2 separate regions of the Bombyx mori genome follow, and region 1 is linked to region 2. The links are chromatin contacts, called in public Hi-C maps. All regions are on one chromosome and are shown on one strand. Each heading gives the region's core, a stretch centred on a gene start, on an enhancer-like site or on the middle of the called end of the contact. The rest is flanking DNA. Distances are from core to core; before and after follow the strand shown. Region 1 holds the start of LOC101745556 (glypican-4). Region 2 overlaps LOC101745556 (glypican-4).

Region 1 (6,146 bases), core at 295-2,794, 94 kb before region 2:
TATATCTTAAATATTTCTTTAATACAATTAGGAAATGAACAAACCATCTAATAAGGGTGTACCAGCCAGCATCTTATCCCCTAAGACAAGTAATTGATCTCTAAATTCTGTAGGAGTCACTGGTAAGTTCAGTTCTTTACAGAGGATTTCAGAGAGTCGTTGCTCTGTACCACCCAAGATCTTCATCATGAGCTCATTGGTGTATGTGTGGCCATATTGCGCACAAAGTTGCGTTATCATTTTTTTGTAAACTTGCTCGGTGTCTGGAAATTGAAAATGTTTTAATGGTTATTTTACCTTGCTTTCACAACTATATGCTACATCTAATTCAAAATGAAATTTATATTATATAAACAATTAGGACTATATATAAAAAAAATATAAAAAAATGTTATTTTGTTAGTTAAAAATGCTTTTTATTTCAATGTCTTCATTCGAGATGTTATTAGTTTATATGCTCTTTTAAACTAGTTTTATTTTTTGGTATGATATGGTTTATTTCAATGTAATAACATAAAAAATAATAAAATTATACAAACATACATACATACCTAATAACAAACCGTCCATATCAAATATACAGTGGGTGACGGTCTTAAAATTATTCGTCGAGTAGCATCGCGCGCCAACAGCTTTAGGAACCGTTCTTACTATTCTCAATAAATTAAACCTCATGATTGAACCAGTTACGTAAATACAACAACTAAATAATTAATAATTAACTAAAACCAAACAGTATCTCATTAGGTAAATATTAGTTTCTTAGATTGACTCAATAATCCTTTCGAAAACTTTTCGTAGTGTGAATTAATTAATTAAAATAAACGGAATATTATATTCAGACTGAACTTTGTCTGCATATGCAAACCTATTCTTTACCTACTTTAAGTTAGTTTATCCATTCTGCACTTTACAGTAGGAATCTGTAACAGTTACACTACTCTGTGGAAAGGAAATAAATTATAGTCGGATTTTTAATTAGACGAAGCCAACTGACAGTAGCTAATGTCACTTTGTGAAATAATGTTACTATATTTAAAGTAATAGTGATGCGTTCAGTTCTCGTTCAATCACATGAATGAACAATGAGTGTCAAGAGTTAATCATTAATTTCAAACTATAAAAGAATATTATTTATATTTTACAATAAAATTGTATTAAAGTGCTCCAATATATGTTACTAGTAGTATGTAACTACAATTAGTTTTTTTTATTTTCATTACATACCTATAATTGTTATATTTTATACATCTATAATTTCAACTATATGATGTATTGGAAATAGGACAGTCTTACAAGCTTCCTCGCAATGTTTTTCTTAATGTTTAAAACACTCGGTATTCAGTACAGGTAGATACTATAGGAACATAATATTTCGTCGAAAACTCATTGGTATGTACAAAGCACGCCTAAAATTCAAACCCCGTACCCGATATCGGCAATTCGGCACACCAACTATTCACTAGACAATCGAGGCAATTTCATTAATTCAGGAGTTTTTTCAATCATTCAATTTGTCACAACACTATTTTTATTTCATCAGAACCTGACAACACAGTAAACGTCAGTTGACTTCGTCTAATAAAAAATCCGACTATAGGTGATGCGAACAACAAATGATGTAAGTATAGAAAAAAATATTTTGTAATCAACTTTTAATTTTCATATTAATTAATTTTCAACTTGTGAATTGAAATTGTAATTTAATTCGTATTTTAGTAACATAGCAAAACTACAAGCTGGCAATGCTTCGAAGCTCGCTTTCGGCTGACTTCAGTCGTACAGTACAATACAGTCGGGCTGCGACCATCATGGATCGCAGTTGAACGGTCGCGGGTTGCGTGTGGCATCTCTTGTATCGTAAAATAATTTCAAGATATTAGTTTTTAATAATTTAATTAATGGACTTAGGGTTAAATTTGTGTTTCTAATAATTAAATTATATTCTTGAAAATCACTAAAACGGATGTGAGAGAGTGTTGTCGTATCGAACTGTCGCTTAACAAAAAATCGATTTTCGGATTCAATATGAAGAGTCTTATACTATTTCTTTTGACTGTGTGTTTTTTGGCGGGAGCCAATGCTGCCGATACGGAAATTTCGTGTACAAATGTGAAAAATATGTTTGAAAAGAAAGGGATGTCCGCGATGGTAGATATTCAACCGCAGCCAAACTCAGGTGAGAATCACGCGCCGCTCTACAGCTGAATGTGATAATGATAATGATAGTACATGATATGGTTGTTGTTAACATGCTTTCGCAAACGAAACACATGTTACAGATATTCTATTTTAAAGCACATTAACGGTAAAGCGGCGTAAAGTGTAGCTCAGTGTGGTTTATTTTAATCACTTCAAAAGAAAATTTATTCTCTGAAGAAAAATGCTTTATCGCTAAAACGAGAACAGTAGTTTTGTTAAATCGCCAGACTCGTGTTTGTTTGTATGTTGATGTTGTACCTACCTTCTAACAGCAAGTAAAACTTTGATAATAATGTAATAAAGCTTTTTTTTAATTTAAAGTATGATTCTTTGATTAGAACTACATGTAAATATTGTTTGTTCGAAATCGTTTATTAAATCGCTTTGTATAAAATCCAAACTATTTAATTTTAAAATTTAATCAGTCAAGTTCCTAAAGTAAAAATTTGTTAAAAAGATGCATTGTCTTGAAACGAATGCAGCGTAGAACAATCGAACCGTTAATGGCACGCTGTCCTTTTTTACCTGAGACATAAAAATAGAGATGCCCATGCATTGTATAAAATATTCTGGAATCTTGACAAAAAAAAAAGGAAACGCAGTTACTCTTTTAATTAATAGTACGTACTTATATTATTATATTTTTTATTGCATTACTTGTGGGACCTAATTTTAGTAGAATTTCATTGTCAATGTTTCTTTGAATATTGGCATGGACAGTCTAAAATCATTAAAGTCATAATGTACTGACTGCCTTGATTAAATCAACCCCAGTCTTTGGTAGATTGAAAGCACGACTATCTATCCAGGAAGGTAAACCATAGGTATTGAGTACCATTAGTTGGCTCGTTTCTGAATATAATTATTTTCCAGTTAAACCATTTTTGTTTTTACCGTCACCTTGAAGTGACGACTATTTTCAATTACGATTAAAAACTTTCAGAAAGCATTCAACGTTATGGTCGAAAAAAATACAAAGTTCTCAGATCTAGAGTCACGTGGGTGTAGTTGTCTTAGTGGGCGGTAACATGAAATGCTCATATTGCAACATACTTGTTCGTCTAATAAAGTTGTATTCTGCGAAATAATTTAAGTATGGTTGACCAAATGGTCAAGCAAATGCAATGGTGAAACAAATTCTTCAAACACAAATCTTAGATCTACGTAATATTCGTGGTGTACGATCGTTAGCTTGCATTATGAGGCATTATGAGGAATACCTGTAAATTACAGAATTACTGATTTGAGACTGAACTTGACTTGCACATCTGAGATCTCTCTACATAATGTTATTGAATCGGCAGTTTCTTTACTTTTGCCAATTTAATGAGTAACCGTTGAAGTTAGCTTGCATAACTACTAATGTAAGGTTACGTATTATTATATTAATTTTACGTATTACAAATGTTTTCTATATCTGTACTTAATTATCTTTATAACACCTATCATCATATCTTCTAGGCGCTCTCTTTACTGACGAAATCTCGACCGTTTCGAAAAAGCCAATGTTATCATTTTCTTTTAACCCAGGATCTCGCGTTTATATTATAACATAAAAAAAGGTGATGATTTCACATCTTTGGTTGCAAATTCAGACTATTTATTCAAAATGAAGAAATTGTGTATGAAATTTGCACGAACTCAAGATTTGGCAGTAATTTTATTACAAAATAGTCCTACTAATGTCGATGACACTGAGGGTTTTGTCGTGATGCCAAATCATTAGTACTTTTTCGTCAATTCGTTTCATTGTTAATACGAGTTTTCTTAATTGGCATCTAGGCGTAGCAAGTATAAGTTACTCCACTATTAATTATACTTAAGATTACTTGCTAAAATAGCGATTTTTTAGCTGTTTTCCTGTATCGTTTCCATATTATTAGCAAAAGTTTGTTCTATGGACGAAGTCTCATATTTGTAAACACATTTGTTAGCCACAACCAACCCAAAAATATAGCATAGTGTTTCATAATCCATTAATGCTAATTAGACAATATGGTAGTGTTAAATGTTTCGAGATTAGATCTTAATAGCAGATATGAATTATAATTTTAAATTCCTTTTTTTACCAACGTTTAGACATGTATTTTACTAAACTTGCTTTTCGTCTTAATTTTATTGCACTTCTTCGTTACAGGATGTATGTCATTCATTTATCATACTTTGTTATACATATTTTGCTACTTTTGCGCTTTCATGAAGAATCAGTGATTAAGCTTTCAACCATGGCATATTCCTTTACGTCCTACTATTGATTGTTTTCAGAAAATCCTTTACAATTACATTCATAAACACTCATTTGTAAAATTAGTGCGAACGCATTTAAAGTAGCGTTTAAGCATAATAATCTAGAATAAGATAACACAAATATATTGGAAGAAAACTAAAGTGACACTGTCTATTTTTCGGGCGATACTGGGTGAGTCACAAGGCAGAATCAATTAAATTAGGTACTTAAGTATTTAGATGCCTGTGATTAGTGGAATTATTGTTTGTTTATTTTCGGTTTGTTTGTTATTAATGTAAAGTTTTAATGGTTGACGAGCGATTGCACCAACGATGAACTTGTAAAGAGTTCACTATATAGAGAATATAAGCCTAAGGAGAGCATTATTTCAAGTGCCGTCATCAAACCATCTGAATTTCCATAGTGATATAAATTATGTAATTAATTTCCATATGTTAAGGACCGATAATTGTGACAAACCTTGGGAGAGGTCTATGGCCATCCATCCACAGCTGTAGACGCTGATAATATTCGAATGGTTACTTACATGACAATCGAATAAAAGCTACAAGGAGAAACCAATGAACGATTTAATTTTAAATTGTAAATATAATTTTAATCGTAATAGAAAATATTGCCATGATGCCTATCTTATTTATTCGACATTCTTCTACCGTTTACCCGTCGTAGTTTGAACAAGTTGCATTAGCCGTAGTCACGAGTGGCTGAGAAATCGAAGTTTCTGAAGTATTCTGCATGCGGAATAGTTTACAAGTTATTTAGCATGCAATAGTCGAATGTTGCGGCTTCTAACGGCATTCGTCGCGCCAAGTCTGTACCGGTATTCAGAAATCACCAGTACTCGTATGCATTTCAAACCAGATTTTAATATTGAGTAGCCTTTATATTCAAATGTGGAGTATACGTAATAATTTTTGAAGGATCTGTAATGATGAACATGAACACGAATAATGTGCTTCACCACCGTATTTATACCATACAATAATAAGATTACATCGTTTAGCAATTCTATTTACCTTTCTTAATATGTTTTCGTTGGAATACGATTTATTACATTGTTATCACAAGGAGACATACATTTCTCGCGGTTACTCCGTTTTAGATAGATTGTCGAAGACTACCCTCGATGTCACATCAAAATATTTCAGTCAGAAATATCATTCCGAACGAAATCACTATTAGTTTCGGCTTTTTTCAATATTGCGTAATTAGAGGTATGCTTTAATTAATTCATAGTAAGCTGTGTGCTAGTTATTAGAAGAAGTCACGAGGTAGCCAGTTCGGGCCAAAGAAAATCTTTCAAACGTAAAACGTAAAGGTCAACATCCTCTAGTTTCTTAACAAAACTGACCAATAGAAATACCAAGTCGGGATGGACTTCGTTATCTTGAAAATATCCTGTTTGGTTATGTACTTTCTAAACTAACCTATCTATCATAGCTGTCATTGAATATTTATTGATAACGACTACTAGACGCGGGAATGTGGCAACTGAAGTGAGGACACGACTACGGATAGTTTGACGCTTATAATTTCTAAGCCGAATATATATTTTTAGTCTGTACCTATAGCTGGACGGCAGAGACAGATGGACAAGCTCATGTTCTATATATTGAGCTACTGCTGGAATTTTCAGCTATTGTTTATGATTTCTATACTTGCATAAAAATTTAATATGTTTTTCCAACCCAACCAT
Region 2 (6,608 bases), core at 819-3,318:
GCTAGGGTTCGTGTTAGCAACGTCGTCAGGTTTGAGCCCCGTGAGCTCATCTATAAGGTTACGCTGAAATAGCCTCTCAAGGCTATCAGCTTAGGTAGGAAAAAAAAATCGTTAGTAATGTGTTCGGTTTTATGGATATTTTATTTATCGATAGCTATCCCCTCACACCTCGTACGGTCAATCCGTTCAATTCCAGTTTCACAAACGCGAATAAATACAAGGTTTTTTTTCTTTTATTTTAAGCGTTGCGTAGCCAAAAAGCCAAAAGGGACTTCCATAATTTGATTCAGTCCACCATTTTAATAGGAGCAAACCGGCATTTTACATATTGATAAACTTTTTTATTCTAAAATTATAGATAATACGTTTTTATGTTACGCTAATCGATGACGAAATTCCAAAAGACTGAGATACTCTTAAGATAATACCAGTGGTAGGACGTCTGGTGAGTCCGCACGAGTATGTACACCACTCTGCCTATTTCTACCGTGAAGCAGTAATGCATTTCGGTTTGAAAGGTGGAGCAGTCGTTGTACTGTAAAAACTGAGACCTTAGAACTCATATCTCAAGGCGAGTGGCTACATTTATGTTGTATATGTCTATGGGCTCTAGTAACCACTTAACATCAGGTGGGTCGTGAGTTCGTTCACCCACCTTAGCAACAGCGTCCCTAGCGGCAAACGTAGGCAAACGTTCCAACTACATACAAATTTGAGTTAACGTTTACGCTATCGAGAACGTTAAAAAACTCGCACTAAGTCGCACATCTGCTTTTATCAATCAAATAAATGAATCACCTATAAGTAAAACCTACTTACAACAGTTTTTTTTATAAATAACTTAGCTACTTACCCGAGTAAACAAAGCGACCGTGAGAGTGGAAGCTTATGAAAGTTTAAATATTGATTGTGAGCGGTCGACGACAGTTGATTTTGTAATTAAGCTCGGCCGTATTTTCGGGAGGGCGACTGTCCTTCGATCTTTTAAAATCGTTTGAGCCTCCATCGTTTTTCATATGGCGAGATAGAGGAAAACCTCCAAAATGGCAAGCAATTTTCGACCATTTTTTGTAAACAAATTTTAATTGAAATTGTTGTTCATTTTACGGTAAAATTAAAATTCATATTTTTTTTTTTCATTTCTGTGTATATAAATAATTAATGTTATAGAACATCGTAATGCACAAGTTTCCCTGTACCTGTTATTAATTGCAATAAGAGAAAAGTTAAACATGACATTGTGAGACGCACTTCACGAGTCTCCGTCAGACAGTGTTGCCATGTAGAAAATAATATTAAAAAGACATTTAAAAATCACTACTGTATTGTGGCTGTAAATTTAAAATTATTTTAATTTAAATTGAAAACTTTAAATGTAAATTCAAAGTCATTATTTATTTATTTGGAAGATACTTCATGCATGTAAATGTTTTACTCAGATCAGGTCAGATTACTTCAGCTCCGAATACAGAATGGCTGTTTTTATACATCAATACTATTTAATTTTGTGAAAACTACATTTATTTATTTAATTTCATTAATAATGGAAGAATCTTCATAAATTACTTTTACAATCACTGCCTTTTCTTAGACTCTTATATTAGATTTTGAGTTTAAACTTCAATCTTAAAATTCAAGTAGGGCAACCACATTCACATTCTGACTACGGATTCCGGTACCTAGTATCAAAGCATTTTCATAGCTTATCTTTTTAAATATATTTCTTCTGTGCGTGTGTTTGTCATTGAACTCCTCCTAACCGGCTGGACCGATTTGAATGATTTTTTTGTATGCCTTTGGGTGGCACCCTGGATGGCTTAGATTCACAAATCAGCGCGGCAGATGGCGCCACAGTCGGTATTTAGGTTATTTATCTATACTACAACTAAACGTCTAGATCAACTTGAATGAATTTTTGCAGGACAACGTCTGTCGGGTCCGCTAGTGTTATTTAAAATTTAAATATTTCCGATTTCTATAGGCTGGCAACTCTAGGCCCTCAGACTGTAATTGCGCCATCGAACGGGATCCGCCTGTCCAAACATGGACACTTGCGCGCTGAACACCTCCGTTAATGGGTGAAATCAATTCCTCAGACTTGTAACCAAGCGAGATACATATTTTGTAATACTCTCTTGGAATCCTACAAGCTAAGCGAAGAAGACTTGATGATGTTTTTTTTATTACTTATTTTTTATTGGCCCACTAGCTCGCCGCCCACCATGTATTTTATGATCGAAGTCGTAGTCTCCTTTGGCTTATATAACGGCGGCCCGCTTTTCAAAACGGAACGTGTGAGAACTACCCACGCGCGCTCATAATACGACCTAACGCCAGTTAATGTGACGACAGTGTACTGAGGGTGAGCACGAATGACTATCGAAAAAGTATTCGTATTGATATCGAGAGAAAAAAAGCATAGTATTTAAACAGCGCCCCTACCGTCCGTAAAAAAAATTAATTTCAGCAGCACGAATAAAAATCAAAATTCAAAATCATTTATTTCAACTTGATGTCAGTTGTGTAAATATAAATAACAATGTTAACTCTACCACCGGTTCCAAAAAAAGCCACAGTCCTGAGAATAACCGTAAAAACAAACTCAGCGGCCTTTTTTTTTTGTTTTTTCTCAAATATTTTCTTCTTTTTTTTTAAATAAGTAAAAATACGAAACGAAACGACAACAAACGAAAAAAAAAAAAAAATTCAAAAAATTATAATTAGGAAAAATTAATTGGCCAGGAGCGAACGCCTCATTCCCACGTAGTGCCATCTAGTAAATAATCCTTAACTTTATAATATGCCTTGTTGCACAAACGTTCCTTGACCGGCCGGCAACGCAAAATAAATTTACTTACTTTCGTTTCGTCACCCGGTCACCGTCCTCGCCGAACCCATCGCTTGCGATGAAGGGCTCGACGAGTAAATTAACCCACAGACACAGCCCACTGAGTTTCTCGCCGGATCTTCTCAAGATCGCGTTTCCGATTCGGTGGTAGGTAGATTCTGCGAAGTACGGCTCTTGCTAGGGTTCGTGCTAGCAACTTCGTCAGGTTTGAGCCCCGCGAGCTCACCTACTAGCTCGGCGAATCTAGAATAACCCCTCGAAGTTACTAGAATTGGTAGGAAAAAAAAAGAATCGTCACGTTCTTGAAAATCGAAACTTATACTCATAATCGAGAGCATGAAAATTGTTTTGACATGCGGTAACGTAAATCTCGAAGGCTGGCTATCGAATACTAATATATTATAATGTAATGATCCGTTTTCGTATCGAAGACTCGATACATTTACATTACGAATTCGATGGATTTTCGTGCTTGACGTACTGGTATAATACATACCTAATAAGATAATACGGCCGCACATTCTCCGGTGAGACCCATAATTGGCTTATACAATACTCGCGGGATGTGCTGGTGCCCTTCTCGGTCTAGGCTTTTTTTATTTAGACCCGATAAAAAAATGGTTTTATTATGAGGTACATGGAGTAAAGAACACTCATTGGTGCTCAGGGCTGACAGCCATTATGCTGATGTTGAAGCAGCCAGTTTTAATTATGGAGCCTTACTACAAAACAAACTTAAATTCATTTGAGAATAAAGAATGATTACTTTAAGGGGGAAAGGCATTTGGTTAAGCGACATTTTTGCAGCTTTATATGAGAGCCATTTAAAGTTCAAAATTAGGAAAAAATATCATAACAAAAAAAAACTTCTTCAGCTATTCGAATGGAGTAAACTTAATTGAAGTTCAATTGAAAACATCGAACTGTTGATGTTAATACTGAATATAACGCACCTTTAATTACAAAAATAGCGTGTTAAGCGAAATATCGCTTAAACCAAATATCGCCTTGCACGACTCGACTTGATCTTCCGAGAAACCTTTAAAAAATATTAAAGACTACTTCTACTCGACAATTTGCATTAAAACCAATAGTTTATTCAACACTAATAACAAAATAATCAAAGAGTCGCCTTAAGGGATCTTAGTTGTATCCAAATTACGTTTATTTTAAAACACTAAACATAATTGGTTAATGTAATTCAACTTCATGATATCTTAAATGGCTAATCGTTGCTTATTAGCGTACGATCTATGGTCAGCTCGTCGTTTGTTTGGCCTCAAATGACGTCACACGTAGTGGCGTTGTTCTCGACCGAATCTAATTTAGTTTAAGCGACTACATATATCGAAAAATAAACACTGTCCTTCTTTTGCAAAAGTCTCGAATATCACGACTTTATTCGACTCGGGGCTGCGATAGCCAATATTATTTATCAAAATAATGACAGTAATTAAAACAGTTTTAAAAAAAAGGCATTCACAGCACGCGATCCGGAATCGTGAAAACGACAAATAAAAACAAGCAAAAACCAAGCAAACGGTCACGCTACCCCAAGCTCATGTACACATTTGATAATCAATTCACAATAAACGGTAATAATGCACTGTTTTGTGTCCGCTAATTGTTTACGTTCTTCCTCCTTCCTCATAGCTTTGAACGAAAGCGACATTCGATATGATGAATCTAATATTCGTGAAATGTAGCGTGAAAGGTTGAAAGAACGCGGGTAAGCATAATGTTTGTAGTTAGTTGTGCAATCTTGATTATCAAATATGAAAGAAACGGACCAATATATTTTAAACTAGTAGACCCGGCCACACGTTGCCGTGGCTAAGGTTCTTTCTTTCTAAATAACACATGACCAGCTACGCTAATACCAAAAATTAACAAAGTAAGAACAATTAGATAGTGAAATCTATTATTGTATTGCGTTTATTACGAAATAAATTTCACTTATACTTTAGCCTCAGCAACACGTGGTGTTTATGCCATTAAATTGTAGCTTATGTGAAACGTTGTTATTTTTAAAACAGCGTCATCTATGAGATATTAATGTCAGACACTATTACAATTGTCTGTAAGAACTGATTTAAGGCGCCATCTGTTTTAAAGTTATGAGACTTACAATTAATAACAATAATCAACTTATGAAATTATTTTATTGTTAATTAATAAATATTGCGACCATTAATTGAAATAAAAACCATCCTGTGGCCTAAGTTGGAACAAAGCACATACATATTTAAAAAAAAAGTTAAAATCGGTTCGGTAGTTTAGGTTAACCCTCTGTTACATTTTAAGCGGCAAATTAATTTATTATCATAATATATACTGTGCTAATTGAACTCACATTACAGTTTTAATATATGTGATTCTGTAGTGTTGGCCTAAAACAGCGCCTCCCATCTCCGTGGGTGTGGTAAAATGCTACTGAGAAGTTCTTACTCGACTGACTGCGATCATCAATCGGCATTTATTTGTGACAAGGTGAACTATAAACCCGCTCAATAGATCCAATGACTCAACCTAATTCTAGCGTGAAACATTCATCGTTTTCGTTAAGAAAGATGTGAGATTCTGTTGATAATTCAATCGAGATATTGACCTTATGTCTCAAGGTAGGTGATAGATATAGCATTTACGTTGTGATGTCCATGGACTCCAGTAACCGCTTACCACTAGATAGATCGTGAGCTCATCCGTCTATGCAATAGAAGAAAAAATCAAATTCAACATTTACGTAAATTGTACACAGAATTCGCTGAAATTACGATCGCAATCATATCACTAATAGGCACGCGAATTCGTGTGATAATTTCGTGCCGGCGCCACTGAGTGCGGATAAGTTTTACCTGCGGTTTCACTCGTCTCTATCTTATTTATGGCGAATTAATTTTCTTGCAATTCAATCGGGTTAATCAACTCCCCCAAAAAAAACGTTTGTTGTGAATTTTGTAAAAGTGTTTAATATACCAAAAAATATGTATATACGTCAAACTTGACATTCAAGTGAGTTTTTGACATGTTGTTTTTGGCTTCCGGAAATCAATTGACATTGGCTGTGGACTCGTTGACTCATCCATGGAATAAAATTAAAAAAGATAGCGACGATTTTCACGTTGTATCCTATACTGCCCATAGATAATGGTGGAAAGGAGATCCGTCTCTATATAATCTCCTCCGAAAAGTAGATGGAACAAGACCTCTGATTATTTAAAACAAAAATAAAAATCTTGACAAACAAATTTTAGTCTGCACTTTCCTATAGAATACCTATATGTGTGCATTGGCACGAATCGTGTATCGCATGTTAAAAAAAAATATTAACGGTCAATGAACTTTGTCGTATTTGACAGACTCGAAAAGTAATCACTGCCAAAGTGTTTGAAATATTAAAATTATTTTTATTTACCTCTGCCATTTACATGTTCAATATTATAGTTTTTTCAAAGACATTTTAATCATTTGTAGTTTTTTTTACGTAGATTTTTTTACTGCCGTAATAATTAAATGATTTTATTTGCTTTGAGATACAGAAATGTTACATTAAATAATTTATTGTTTTTGAAGTCTTATAATTTTGGTGTTTCTTTTATTGATAATATGTTGATGGGTGCTGGAGTTCACTGGCCCCACGACATCAGAGACAAGCACATGTAGATATAGGTCCAACTCTCTTCAAATTCTTAAGAATGATTGATTACTTTCCTACAGAAATAGATATGACAGTGGTCCCCAATCATACACGCACACTAAG

What was found. A called contact is a pair of places that touch in the nucleus more often than the background predicts.
Region 1: a Hi-C map of midgut shows a contact between it and region 2, with 2.2 times the contacts expected there. The contact joins the promoter of LOC101745556 here to the enhancer-like site in region 2. A contact is called at or near these places in 3 of 7 Hi-C or Micro-C datasets (midgut and whole pupa).

What each region holds. Positions count from the first base shown.
Region 1 is chr15:15,842,771-15,848,916 of ASM3026992v2, reverse strand. LOC101745556 (glypican-4) reads left to right here and starts at 1,544. Exons shown (of 12, transcript XM_004923048.5): 1 at 1,544-1,621; 2 at 1,720-2,179. The coding sequence starts at 2,029. LOC101738730 (probable pseudouridine-5'-phosphatase) reads right to left here and starts at 1,020. Exons shown (of 4, transcript XM_004923003.5): 1 at 552-1,020; 2 at 45-263. The coding sequence starts at 675.
Region 2 is chr15:15,748,826-15,755,433 of ASM3026992v2, reverse strand. All of the region lies in intron 3 of LOC101745556 (glypican-4), which reads left to right. Among protein-coding and RNA genes, the nearest start is that of LOC101738598, 34 kb to the right of the region's middle. Within about 2 kb of position 2,068, at least 2 of the 8 cell types and tissues checked have open chromatin away from gene starts, as enhancers often do.